2 separate regions of the Mus musculus genome follow, and region 1 is linked to region 2. Evidence: chromatin contacts called from public HiChIP or PLAC-seq data. All regions are on one chromosome and are shown on one strand. Each heading gives the region's core, a stretch centred on a gene start, on an enhancer-like site or on the middle of the called end of the contact. The rest is flanking DNA. Distances are from core to core; before and after follow the strand shown. Region 1 has its middle 3.3 kb from the start of Gm23139. Region 2 overlaps Ttc33 (tetratricopeptide repeat domain 33).

Region 1 (3,122 bases), core at 139-2,638, 960 kb before region 2:
TTTTGATTAATATTAGCAAGTCAGTATTACAGAAGATATACAAAAGAATCGTATACTGAAAAAATTACATATCCTTGAGATTACAGGAACTAATAAACTGGATTAGAACAATAGATAAGCAAATGAAAATTAGGAAAGTACCAGTAAAAAAACAGGAACTAATAAATACCATTAAATAATAACTGAATACTGTCTCCAGTCTCAATAAAAATGAAAGTCCGAAGAATGGATTAAACATCAGGAACACAGCATTTCCTGTCCGAAAATAATGAACCTCACTGTCAAAGACAAACATAATCTAAGAGTTAAAGGGGAGGAAAAGGACTTGTAATCAAGCAAACAGAAATAGGAAGCAAACAGATCCAGCTACATAGCTATCTGACAAAGGAGACTTCAACACTAGTCTGAAGAGACCAAAGTCATTACATACTAGGAGAACAATGAGTTATGAGGATACTGCATTTTGACTATATACTATAAAACAAATGCTACTGGATATAAAGGCACAGATTAACTGTAATAAAGAAATAATGGATGGCTTCATTAGCCCAGGAACAGAAGGACACACACACACACACACACACACACACACACACACACACACACACACACGAACATAAAGTAAATCTTAGCAATCAGAAGAAAATTGAAAACAGTCGTATGTTCTCTGTGATTAGAATGGAATAAAAGTAGAAACAGAATCCTTCTCAACAATAATTTTGGGAAAGTTGAAGGTCCATGTAAGCTAAAACTAGATCCCTGCCTTTCACTTGGCACAAAAATATGTTAAAAATGGATCCGGCACCTTATAGGGAGACCTGAAATTCTGAACCTGTTAGCAGACCACACTGGAGAAGCATCTCAAGGTATAAGCAGTGGAGAGGGTTTATGGAAAGGATTCCAGTTGCTCGAGGTGAAGGAACATCTATATGTTGACAAATGTGACTGCATGAAATTACAAAGTTTTTGCTCAGCAAATGAGAACAAAGCTCGACTCAATAGAAAGGTGCATAAAAAACATCACCTGATAATGTTTAGCAATGTTACTCCTTAGTAAGCAGTCAAGCAGCTAAACAATAACTCCTTAATGCATTTAAAGCAAGAAGTAGAATAGTTCGATTCAGAAATCTTTTTTTTTTTTTTGCCAAGAAATCTGTGTGGCCCGCTCCCATGCCAACTTGTATAAAGCTTACTCGTATTTCACGAAAAAAATGCTTTCAAAGTTGCTTGTGCGTGGAGATCACACAGTATCTGGCAATACTCCTGGTAACTTGAGTGGTTGGATCTGCGAGTCAGCACACCACGCGGAAGGGACCACACTGACAGCCGTGACCTCAGCAAGGAGGTAAAACTAGGGAGAAATTGCAATGTTGACAAGCGAAGCAGCAGTATCAGTAAATTGCTGGGATTCCTTTGCAGAACACAAACATCTCTGTAATGTATTGTCTGGTAATGATTAAGAATGCTGCAGTTGGACTTTTCAGTGTGCCTTAGAAACTTAGAGAGAGAGAGAAGGAAAGTTGGGTATGAAAAAAACCCCACCTGAATTGACATGAATGTTTTAAAATATTTTCCTGTATTTTAAAACTGATCATATAAGAGGTTTATACTTACCCTGACCTTTTAAAGATGGCTGTGTCTTCTGAGGAATGTCTTTCCTGGTCCTTAGGCTGGTGAGGCCTAGGGTAGTCATCCTATTCATTATCTCTTGGTTCTCAACCTTTGGTGTAGCCCGGAAGGCACATGTAGAAAGGTGCCAGAACTCATGGATGTTAGATACTGTTGACACTCAAAGCTTGATCCAATTGCTTCTTTAGTCCCTTTCCTTGTGGATTTTGATGCTAGGCTGCCTTCTAAGTATTGATTATAGTGTTTTCTGCCATGTGTGGCTTTTATCATGGGTTCTGGGGATCAAACTTAAGGCCTCGTGCTTGCACAGCAAGCGATTTACCAACTGAGCTGTCAGGTCAGCCCCTCTTTTGTTTTCAATTAATTGGGGTCAATTTTTGTATCTCTCTTAAGATGAACAGTCTGAATAAAACTACCCATCACAGCTATGATAGGAGCTCAGTGTGTTCTTTTTTTAATTTTTTTTAATTAGGTATTTATTTCATTTACATTTCCATTGCTATCCCAAAAGTCCCCCACACCCTCCCCCACCCACTCCCCCACCCACCCACTCCTGCTTCTTGGCCCTGGCGTTTCCCCTGTACTGAGGCATATAAAGTTTGCGTGTCCAATGGGCCTCTCTTTCCAGTGATGGCCTACTAGGCCATCTTCTGATACATATGCAGCTAGAGACACGAGCTCCAGGGGGTACTGGTTAGTTCATAATGTTGTTCCACCTATAGGGTTGCAGATCCCCCCAGCTCCTTGGGTACTTTCTCTAGCTCCTCCATTGGGGGCCCTGTGTTCCATCCCATAGCTGACTGTGAGCATCCACTTCTGTGTTTGCTAGGTCCCTGCATAGTCTCACACGAGACAGCTATATCAGGGTCCTTTCAGCAAAATCTTGCTAGTGTATGCAATGGTGTCAGCGTTTGGAGGCTGATTATGGAATGGATCCCTGGGTATGGCAGTCTCTAGATGGTCCATCCTTTCGTCTCAGCTTCAAACTTTGTCTCTGTAACTCCTTCCATGGGTGTTTTGTTCCTAATTCTAAGAAGGGGCAAAGTGTCCACACTTTGGTCTTTGTTATTCTTGAGTTTCATGTGTTTCGCAAATTGTATCTAAGTAAGTATTGTGATTCAAACTAATTACATATGTTAATTATTTAATAAGTGTTGTTGATTCACACATTTTTCAGAGGGAAAAGACATTTTGAGGTAAACAGAACCTTGTATTTCTTGAAGGGTAAAAGTTGGAAACCCACAAACCCTTTTTACAGTTCTTACAATTTTAGGTTACTAGGTCAGTAATTAATGACCTTTCTTTGGAAGGATCAGACAGATTTTTAGGTTTTGTGAGACAGTCAGTATCTATCACGACTAATTGTGTCTGCCTTTGTAGCATGAAAATAGCCATAGGCAATATATAAATAAATAGGTTTGTCTGTGTACTAATACAAATTTTCTTTGGGGAGAGAGGTGCTGGGGATTGAGCCCAGGGCCTTGCAGGTGCCA
Region 2 (3,351 bases), core at 19-2,518:
AAGGGTGGGGGAGGGGGGAAAGAGGAGAGGAGAGGCGAAGGACAAAGATTCCAGGTACAGCAGAGAGGTCTTAGCTCTGAGATGTTTACCTTGAAGGGTTCTGGTCTCTAGAGCAAAGGATGGCATGTTGTTAGCCAATCCAGTGAGTATTTTAGACTTTGTGAGCAGGATGGCCTCTGTCACAAGTACTTAGCTCTACCATCGTGTCACACATCAGCCACAGTCACGACGGAAGCAGATAAGCATGGCTCTGTCACTACAAAACATTTACTTTCAAACACAAGCAATGGTTTGGTCACCAGTCTCTGCCTGGCCTAGCTACTGATGCAAGTTTACTGTGTTAGCCAAATGTCCTCTTAACTTCACATGTTCTTATCTGCCTAAAAAAACTAGAAGCAGTTATTACAATGCAGCATGTATCATTTATGGAAATTCACAGAGGTCTTTTTCAACTGTCACCACATGTGTTTAAGGAATTAGTGGCAGGGGCCACACGGGGTCAGGGATGTTAAGAGCCCATGAGGAAAACAGCTGTCAAAAGGTTACACTGCTCAAAACGTCACTGCCCCAGTGCTGCAAAGGACGAGGACTTACCATCTCACCACCCAACAAAGCTGCCCATAGACAAAGAACAAGATAAACTAGGAAATTCACCAGGACAGTGACTATAACTCTTTCTATTTCCTCTTTGCATTAGGCAGATATGCATGCATACACACAGAGACACGCACACATGTACAAACACACCTACAGATTTGTATGGAACACAAAAGTAAAGCAAAAAGAAAAGAACGGCTTCTCACCACCACTTCTATTTTGAAAATTCAATCAATGCTTCCAGGTAAGACCTTTCTTGCCTAAATATACAAACATTTAAAGAGCAAAGGAACTGTTTTCCAACAGTTAAGGTGAAGCAAGCAATGAAGAGCTTCAGTCCTAACAGATCCCTGAGCTGCCCCACCCCCTCTGGCTCTCGTTCACGCCCTTGTTCATTTCATAGCTGATCCTTCCCACCGCTCAACAATGGCCCCACTTAGTTCCTCCATCTGGGGCTCACAGGATGCTTGGCACCCAATAAGTCAGTCTGTGGTCTCTCCCAATTCCTGCAGTCTATCTCCTAATTCAACTTCAGTCTGGAACAGACTGAAAAGACACAGCCCTGTTACAGCTGTTGGATAGGAAACAGTAAAAGATAAAAACTTGGTTTAAAGTCACTGTGGTTAATAAATGACCAAAGTCTGATTCAGCCAGTTTAAAGGCAGCCTTAACAACATGGAACTAAACTAGCACAAGGAAGGAAGCAAGGTGAATAGCTCAGGGATTACACAGGGCAGGGTGAGATAATGCCCAACAGTGAGACAAAGAACAGCTGGTGACCAAGCCCAGTAAGTTTGATAACATGCTCACTCACCAGACGAAAGGGCACAATGCTTAGTTACTTTGCTCCCGACTGTATTTCTAATTTACTACAATTCAGTGAGCTATTTAGTTAATGGCATATTTAATAAATATTTATAGGTCACTTTTTCTGGGCGAGGATAAAGAAGGTCTCTACTATTCTTCTAGAACTTTCTAAAGTACTTTTTGGGGAAAAGGGCATGAGAAAAAGATTCCAATGTAAATTCCATGGTTTAAAGAGGGATGTGACATGTAATGACCAAGTATCTTCTCAAAATGGGTGATAGGCAAACAGGAGATTCTTCCAAGGAATGTATATAGCCTGAGACCTGAACGACAAGACAGGACAAACATGAAAATTTGAAGAAAGTCCATTGCAGACAAAGGCAAGAGCCCAAGGCAAGACTAAGCACTTCATGTTCAGAACATAGAAAGTCAAACCAGTACGATTACAGTATAAGGAGAAAGGAAGTAATTATATTAGAGAAGTAGGCCAAATCATGGCCACAGAAAACCTACCAGGCTAGGGTTAGAGGTGTTCATCTAATGTAGTCGTGGTGAAGAATTCATAGCTTTATTAACACTGACGTGACTACATTTCGAAAAGATGTCCAGTCAAGGGAGCAGAATAAGCTATCAGGATATAAACCACATACAATGAGACCAATTCAGGTTTCTTAAGAAACCAGGGATAAGGTATCTCCCAATAAGACCAGGATAACTGCAGTGAAAACTGAGAGTGGATAAAAGCGTATATATGGTATAAGAAACCCCACTTGGGCTGGGCCTGAGGAGTGAAAGAAAGGCATCTAGAAATGATGTCCAGTGGTTATGTGGACAACAGAGCCGGAGGTGAGAGCTTCCTGGCTAACCCTACTGGGATCTCAAGTAAACAAGACAGGGTCGGGGCAAAGGGGAGAAGGAAAATACAGGCCTATGGGATGCGGCCAACAGCTATGCAAATGAACTTAGAGGACCGTTATCATGAGAAACTTCTCAGTGATAGCGATGAAATCAGTGTGTCTCGGAAGCAGACCATGATCGGGGGCTTGGGTGAGGGGTGGTCCCCAGGCTCTTTCCTACGTGCTGTTCTCCCACAAGTCAGAGCTTGTTGCACACAGCCTTAACCCTCACCACTCGCTCCAGAATTTCACCAAGTCTCATCTGGTCAATGTCAAGGGGTAAGAGCCTTTCTACCAGCATTACAAATGGGGTCTCACTAGTCTATTACAATAGTAACAACCAGAACTGCATGGCTACAGAAACAGAGGGAGCTATCAGACAGGCAGTGACTTATAAGCAAGTGGGGCAGAACAGCTCCGAGAAGGTGAGTAAGCCAGCGAGCTGACTCATGGTTTGAGGCTGAAGTAACTAGGGAAATGGCAGTGCCTTTCACTTATCTGGGAAAGCAGCAGATCCCTGGGTAAACACTCACATGTTCTACTTGGTAAGTTTGATGCTTTTTATGCATCCAAGGAGGTGCGAAGAGACACTGACAGAGCTGGGGTTCAGATGGTAGGACAACACGGTATCAGGCATGCCAGCAAGCTAAGAAGGGACTCGTGGGAGGAACGGGCAACACAGACAGTCACCAGGAGATAATTAGGGAACATGTTCCTGAGAAGTAAGAAGGGATGAGTCCAGTGCATAAGTGAAGGGGGGAGAGCTTTCATGAGAATTTGGTATTCATTATAACAGCTCAAAGACAAATAATCTACAGATACGGGACATTCCAAGGACATGAGAGTAAGGAATCCACGCACTACACTGACTGCATCCACTCTTGTGAGACGTGAGGCAAAGCCATTGACTTCAAATGCCCTGAAGCTTGGAGTCAGAGGATGTGCATCACACGGGGAAAACATATACAAGTTCACTTTGGCTGGTATACTTTCCTAACTAACCTTCATGATAAATTCCAGTTACACTTGGCCTTCACACTCACACAAACCC

What was found. HiChIP or PLAC-seq counts read pairs in DNA pulled down with a chosen protein or histone mark.
Region 1: an H3K27ac HiChIP or PLAC-seq map of extraembryonic endoderm stem cells shows a contact between it and region 2, with 8 times the contacts expected there. The contact joins two enhancer-like sites. A contact is called at or near these places in 7 of 39 promoter capture datasets (the 3T3-L1 cell line, cranial neural crest, epiblast stem cells and 4 more), 1 of 484 Hi-C or Micro-C datasets (bone marrow-derived macrophages), 6 of 115 datasets of contacts at active chromatin or transcription factors (astrocytes, bone marrow-derived macrophages, extraembryonic endoderm stem cells and 3 more) and 2 of 9 other capture datasets (adipose tissue and liver).

Annotation. Positions count from the first base shown.
Region 1 is chr15:6,153,132-6,156,253 of GRCm38.p6, reverse strand. No RefSeq gene overlaps it. Among named protein-coding and RNA genes, the nearest start is that of Gm23139, 3.3 kb to the right of the region's middle. Within about 2 kb of position 1,388, at least 16 of the 459 cell types and tissues checked have an H3K27ac peak or open chromatin away from gene starts, as enhancers often do. A contact at or near this core is called in extraembryonic endoderm stem cells, where this site is marked.
Region 2 is chr15:5,194,073-5,197,423 of GRCm38.p6, reverse strand. All of the region lies in intron 2 of Ttc33 (tetratricopeptide repeat domain 33), which reads right to left. Among named protein-coding and RNA genes, the nearest start is that of Ttc33, 10 kb to the right of the region's middle. Within about 2 kb of position 1,268, at least 57 of the 459 cell types and tissues checked have an H3K27ac peak or open chromatin away from gene starts, as enhancers often do. A contact at or near this core is called in extraembryonic endoderm stem cells, where this site is marked.